Linked DNA regions of Mus musculus: region 2 is linked to region 1. Evidence: chromatin contacts called from public ChIA-PET data. All regions are on one chromosome and are shown on one strand. The core of a region is the stretch at or near the end of the contact, and the rest is flanking DNA. Distances in the headings are between cores, read along the strand shown.

What was found. ChIA-PET counts read pairs in DNA pulled down with a chosen protein or histone mark.
Region 2: an RNA polymerase II ChIA-PET map of memory CD8 T cells shows a contact between it and region 1, with 27 read pairs. The contact joins the enhancer-like site here to the promoter of Kifc3 in region 1. A contact is called at or near these places in 5 of 115 datasets of contacts at active chromatin or transcription factors (CD8 T cells, bone marrow-derived macrophages, embryonic stem cells and 2 more) and 3 of 9 other capture datasets (adipose tissue, liver and pancreatic islet).

The regions. Positions count from the first base shown.
Region 1 is chr8:95,140,899-95,144,013 of GRCm38.p6, forward strand. It overlaps Kifc3 (kinesin family member C3), which reads right to left and starts at 1,659. Exons shown (of 22, transcript NM_001372314.1): 1 at 1,534-1,659. All of the region lies in intron 1 of Gm31036 (a long non-coding RNA gene), which reads left to right.
Region 2 is chr8:95,243,919-95,247,033 of GRCm38.p6, forward strand. The region is part of intron 31 of Cngb1 (cyclic nucleotide gated channel beta 1); the gene reads right to left. Among named protein-coding and RNA genes, the nearest start is that of Gm31277, 44 kb to the left of the region's middle. Within about 2 kb of position 1,448, at least 67 of the 459 cell types and tissues checked have an H3K27ac peak or open chromatin away from gene starts, as enhancers often do. A contact at or near this core is called in CD8 T cells and memory CD8 T cells, where this site is marked.

The DNA of each region.
Region 1 (3,115 bases), core at 409-2,908:
GGCCAAGAGACAAGTGCATCATCTCCTTACACAGGTGTTAGGTCTGGGGTCCTGGGACCTCTAGTGACCTGGAAATCATGCAGTAGAGCTATGGGCTAGGTCAGACCTTGGCTCCGCCACCTAGAAGAATTAATTACCTGCTCTTTGCCTTATCATCTTCATGTATCAAGTGGTGAAAACTGTACTTCTCAGGGCTGACATCAGAAAATACACATATGAAGTATGGACACAGGCAAAGGGCCCAAGATGCTGCTATCTCTTGGTAAACTGTCCCATTGGTGGGTGAATGCGGAAGCTGTTTGGGGGAGGGGCATGTGCTTCTCTGGGTTTAGCTAAGGATGGTAGATCTGCCTTCCTCCTGTCTTAAACCAGAGACAGGGCAAAGACTCACTCTCTCTCTCTCTCTCTCTCTCTCTCTCTCTCTCTGTGTGTGTGTGTGTGTGTGTGTGTGTGTGTGTGTGTGTAGACCTCATAGTCACCTATACACCACTGCAGGGGATAGCTTAGTTCTCCTGGGTGAGCATTTGGGGGAGGGGGCATGGCTAGACTGGGTTAGGGTATCCCTGGCACACACATGTTCTGGTGCATCCAGATTTCAAATTTTCTGCTCTCTGGTACCCATACAGACAGCAGAACTTACCATCCCCAAACCCTGAAGTCCAACCACTCCAATACACAAAACCATTCTGGGACTGCATTCCTAGCAAATGACTCTCTCTAGCCAAGGAGACTGCCCCTTTATGAAGGGCATGGGGAATAAGTCCTACCAGACTAGGAAGGGCATTTACCCAGTCTGGGGCAGAAGGACACTAAGGAAGGTGAAGCTAGGGGTAGTCCCAAGGCCCAAGCTTGAGAAATGCATTAAAGTGTGTGTGTATGTTTTGGAAGGGTGACAAATACTACTTAAGAATTTAAATCCAGCTTCCTCTTTAAAATGTCTCAGGACCCGGCCTTTCACTGTGTCAGCCAGAGTTCTCCTGTTACTTGCAGTGGAAAGGCTGAGGGGACAGACAGCTTCTGGGCTCCCCTCCCTGCAGGGATTCCTCAGCCGCAGCTGTCAATGACTTGATCCCTCTCAGCTTGAGAGGGTATTTCTGAGGCCCTCCCTCCTAACCTAGGGGCTGCCGCACCCCACCTCGGGCCTTGCCCGGGGGATGGGGGAGAACTACTCGGGGGACACAGAGGGAGGGCCCAAACAGTAGCCTTCCTGGAAGCGACCCTTGCAGGGGGAGGGGGTTCACTGGTTGACCCGCAGCTCCCAGGTAGGCACTGCACATTCCCCCTCCAAGGAGTCGGTCTTGGTGGCGCTACCCCAGAGGCTGTGCCACCCTCACGCCCAGGTCTCTGCAAGATCCTCCGGTTGGACCAATACAGTGGGAGCCCCGCGCTCAGCCGGGTCTCTTGGGGCCTGATCGCAACACCCACCGGGTCGGGGAAAGAGGGGGTCCTCAGGCAGGGCGGGCGCGGCGCCCAGCAGGAGCGCCGGGAGGAGCCCGTCCCATTCCACCCCCAGCCTGCCGGGACCCGACTCACCGGCCTAGCGGAGACAGGATCCCAGCGCCGCCACCGCAGCGCCCCGGGCTCGGCCCGCTCCGGCCGGCTCCGGCCCGCCCGCCCGCGCGAGGCAGCTCCACGCCGCCGCCGCTGCCTCCTTGGCCCGCCCCGTGCCCGCCCCTCCCGCACTTTCCACAGGAAATGATTAACTCAGGCCGCGGCGCGTTCCCATGGTAACGGGCTCGGGAGGGGGGCACGCGCACTCTCGCGCACGCGCCCACCCCAGGCGCATGCCTCCCCTCTTATCCTACCCATCCACCCGACACAGGCTGGTACACCCTTGTGCGCACACCCACTGGTGCACGAGCCCAGGCGCACCTTGCCTGCCCCTTCCGAGCTGGCTCACACCCTCCACTGCACACCGCGTACCTGCACACTCGCCCTCACCCATTACTCCTACCCAGGAGTTAACGTTAACACTCACCCTCAAAACGGTTTGTACTCCACCCCAAACCCAGGTGCAGAAGTTTCACGCACGCCAGCTAGGATCCACACACAACTGGCACACACACACACACAGACTCACATCTTAATACATTTCCTCACACAAGCTCTTGCACGCGAGATCGAGCACACGCATACCACACGTTCACCTGCTCTGTTACACAGGCGTGCACCCTCTCTCTGTGCCCAGCCTGGCATCCTGCCTTGCCAGCTGCACCCCTGCACCCCCAACCAATAAATATTTTCTTGAGCAGCAGGCTTGGGGTTTGTTAAGGTAACGCATTCCCTTAAGCTCCGGCAAAACAGCTCCACCGTCTGTCTTTAAAAGCTCCTTCCTGGGGCGTCTAGGAGCCACTGAAGAGGCCTGGGGGAGAGAAGGCTCAGGCAGCCAAGAGAGACTGCTGACCCAAAGGAGCCACTCTGTTCTTTGTCTCCCAAACAGAGAGGCATTTATTCCAGCCCCAGTATGCCCACTCCGGAGTGCGGAAGGAGAATGTGCCACAGGAGCCTGTCCCGCAGAGGCTGATGGTCCCCAGATAACCTGAGGAGGGTGAGGGTCTACCCCTTCAGGCTTGCCAGAAATGGCCTAGGAGAGACCTAGGGAGGGCCTTGCTGCCTCCTCTGGGCCTGCTTCCCGCTTCCGCTGCTGAGCCACGTGTCAAGAATCTGGAGCAAAAACAGAGACAAGGACTTAGGCCCCACAGGGTGCCTGGTGCCAGGCCAGGCCTGGCCAGTAGGCCCCCAGCTGGAAGCAAGCACTGTCTCATCTATTGAAGGCTCTATTCGAGGGGAAGGGGTGTGTCCTGCATTTAAGTTTGCATATAAAAGGAGAAACCTTGTCTTCCTTAAGGATTGGGACACTGACATAAACTTCAGTTTCCTTCTAGCAAAGCCAAAGTCAGGTTTTGTTTTGTTTTGTTTTAACTAATAAAAACATTTATTGTTCTCTTTTCTCCAATTAGAAAAGTAATGGATGTTCCTTGTGACTGTGATCCCACCCACTGGGTGTAAGTGCTGCCAACACTTCATTTAGGACAGCCCTTTTCCCTTGTGCACATAATAGACACCATTTATTCCTGGTGAGTATAGTGTCTGGCACTGTGCTCTGTAACAGCAA
Region 2 (3,115 bases), core at 198-2,697, 100 kb after region 1:
CCAAGAGCCCAAACAAACTTTCCCTCCTTTTGCACTGATCTGCTCAGGGGAAGGGTATCACCTTGTTCGACACCAGCTACAGCACACACTAGGACCCAGTCTATGGCCACCCTGTGCAAGTCTGTGGTGATCACAAGGGTCTGCTATTAGAATCTGAGCCAGACTGCTGCTCAGACCACGCCCACCTGCAGCGGCCTCCTTTCTTTTGGAAAGGAAACAGCAAACCCTTTACCCAGGGCCTGCTTGTGAATCTTTAGGCTCCTAACTGACTCCCCGATGCCTGGATTCCAGGAGAATCCTCATGTCCCTCCTCATTTCCCCAAAAGGCTCAGGTAAAGAGCTCCTGCCATGCTGCTGTCTGTCTGTCCATCCATAGTATTAATAATTCTCCTAATAAATCTTTCTTAAAAGGATCATCAGCCTCCGTGACCCCAGGCTGGAACCCGTCTACCAGTGAGCACCGATCTCCAAGTGTTAGCAAGAGGAAATCTGCAAACACAGGCCTGGGCTGGATGAGGAGGGAGGGTGTCTCTGTGCTCAGGAGAAAGACATAGGACACACAGGTCTTCAAGGCGGGTCTCTGCTATATAGGGAGTAAATTACAAGATAGCCTGAGGCTATGAGATCACACACACACACACACACACACACACACACACACACACACACACAGAGGCACACACACGGACTATTACATTTTTCTTTCTTTCTTTCTTTTTTTTTCCCCCTTTTTTTCGAGACAGGGTTTCTCTGTGTAGCTCTGGCTGTCCTAGAACTCACTCTGTAGACCAGGCTGGCCTCGAACTCAGAAATCCACCTGCCTCTGTCTCCCGAGTGCTGGGATTAAAGGCGGCTGGACTATTACATTTTTAACATGGATGGTGTTGTCTTACTGTGTTTTGTCTTGTTTTGTTTTGAGACTGGGTTTTACTAGGTTATTCTGGCTGTCCTGAACCTCAATAAATAGACCTGGGTAGTCTTGAACTCATAGAGATACACCTCTACCTTACCCAGTGCTGGGTGTGCCACCATGCCTGGCTTGGACTAGCTTACTTAATCTTCACAACAGACAAAGTAGGAGATGGTTACTTCTATTTTATAGATGCAGAAACTAACCCTAGAAAAGTCAAGTAAATTTTGCAAATTCACCCAGCCAGTATATCACAAAGAAGGGATTTGGGTGTCACCAGCCACCCCACACCTCCCGAGCCTCTCAATACCATAGCATGCTGCTCTGTTTGAAATCTCATCTGAAGGACTAGAAAGCAGAAATCTGCTCTTCTAAAAACAAAATAACTTACTGCTCAATACAAAATCCAAACACACATGCACGCGCGCACACACACACACACACACACACACACACACACACACACACCTGCATTGCTATTCATAGTTGTAAAGCATTGGCACTATGCCAAGTGCTCACTGTGGGGGAAGGAAGGGGAGGAGAGGGGAGGGAAGGCTGTCTGTGACTGCAGCTGACAATAAGCTATCATCCACAAAACCGGAAGTAAGAACACAGCCAAGGGCCTGCCTGTTTTTGAAAAGAGGAAAACACAAGATGGAAAACATGGGAGTCAAGGAGCCTAGGCAGACCAGGTGGCACAGGCCTGTGAGCCCTGCTCCTTAGGAGGCTGAGGCAGATGGAGACGGAGATGGTGGTGCTCACCTGGACTACAACAGGAATGGCAGCCTGGCCAATGGAGCAGGATCCTGCCCCAAATACAAATCAAATATGACAAACTTAAAAGCTTGAGGCTAGGCTCCGTGATAGAGCATCCACCTAGTGTGTGCAAGACGCTGGGTACTAAAGAAAGAAAACAAAAATATCCCCAAACCTAATGTATTTAGCTCCTTATAGGGGCAGATGACAGGCGAAGGAGGACTTGTGACACTTTCCTGAGCATACAGTTTTGTGCTTCAGGAGTACTGTTAACATTTTATATTCTCAAAAATTAAAACAAATCAACAACAACAAAAACAGCAACAACAAAAACCCAATCTTGCTAGCCGTGGCAGAACACACCTGAGATTGCCCTCAAGAAGCTGAGACCGGAAGTTCACTAAGCTAAGCATAGTGGCGCATGCCTCTAATTCCAGCCCTGGAGAGGCAAGTAACTCTGAATTCCAGACCAGGTAGGGCTACACAGTGAGACTCTGTCACAAAAACATCAACATCAACTATAGTCAGATGGGTAGAGCCTTAAACAGAAGGCAAGCCCAGCAAATAAACCTAGCATATTACATGAGAGCTAGTCAAATGTTTCTGTTTTCTTATGCTGTCTCCTGGACCCTCTTCTCCTGTTTGAATTCCCAATTATTCCCTGACTGGTCAATATAGAACTGATCAGCCAATGATTGAATGGGGGAGAGAATAAGCCAGGGGAGGGGGAGGGAGAGAGAGGACACAGGGCACAATAACATTGTGCCTACATCCCTATCCGGTCCCATGCTGGAGTTCCAGTCCAGAGTCCCAGGCCCAAGAGGCAAGTCTTTGTTGCTGAGCCACACTCCAGCCCTCAACTCACATAACTTCAATATTTTACCATAGATATTTACCATAGATATTCGAGCCAAAGGCAAAAGTAACTTTTATCTACTCTGCTTGAAAGTCTTGCCTTCTCACAGTGGATGGGTTAAAAATTCTGAAACATTGTATCATTGGACAAATGAATAAATAACTCAGAAGACAGCCAAGTGCCTTTGGTGTCAGGAAAGGGGTTTAGAAGTGTAGAAAGAGGGCTGGAGAGATGGCTCAGCGGTTAAGAGCACTGACTGCTCTTCCAGAGGTCCTGAGTTCAATTCCCAGTCAACCACATGGTGGTTCACAACCATCTGTAATGGGATCTGATGACATCTTCTGGTGTGTCTGAAGACAGCTACAGTGTACTCAAATATATATATGTATATAATTTATATAAGAATTAAATAAAAAAAATAAAGAAATGAGAGTCACTCCCAGGAGCCCATTATATAAAAAAAAAAAAGTGTAGAAAGACAGATGATTAGAACCAACTCTAGAGTTGCTCTGAAATTGTCTTGTCGATCTACCAATTCATCACTATCTACGGAAAAATCAATATTGACATGTGTGTGCTTATAAATCTGAAAT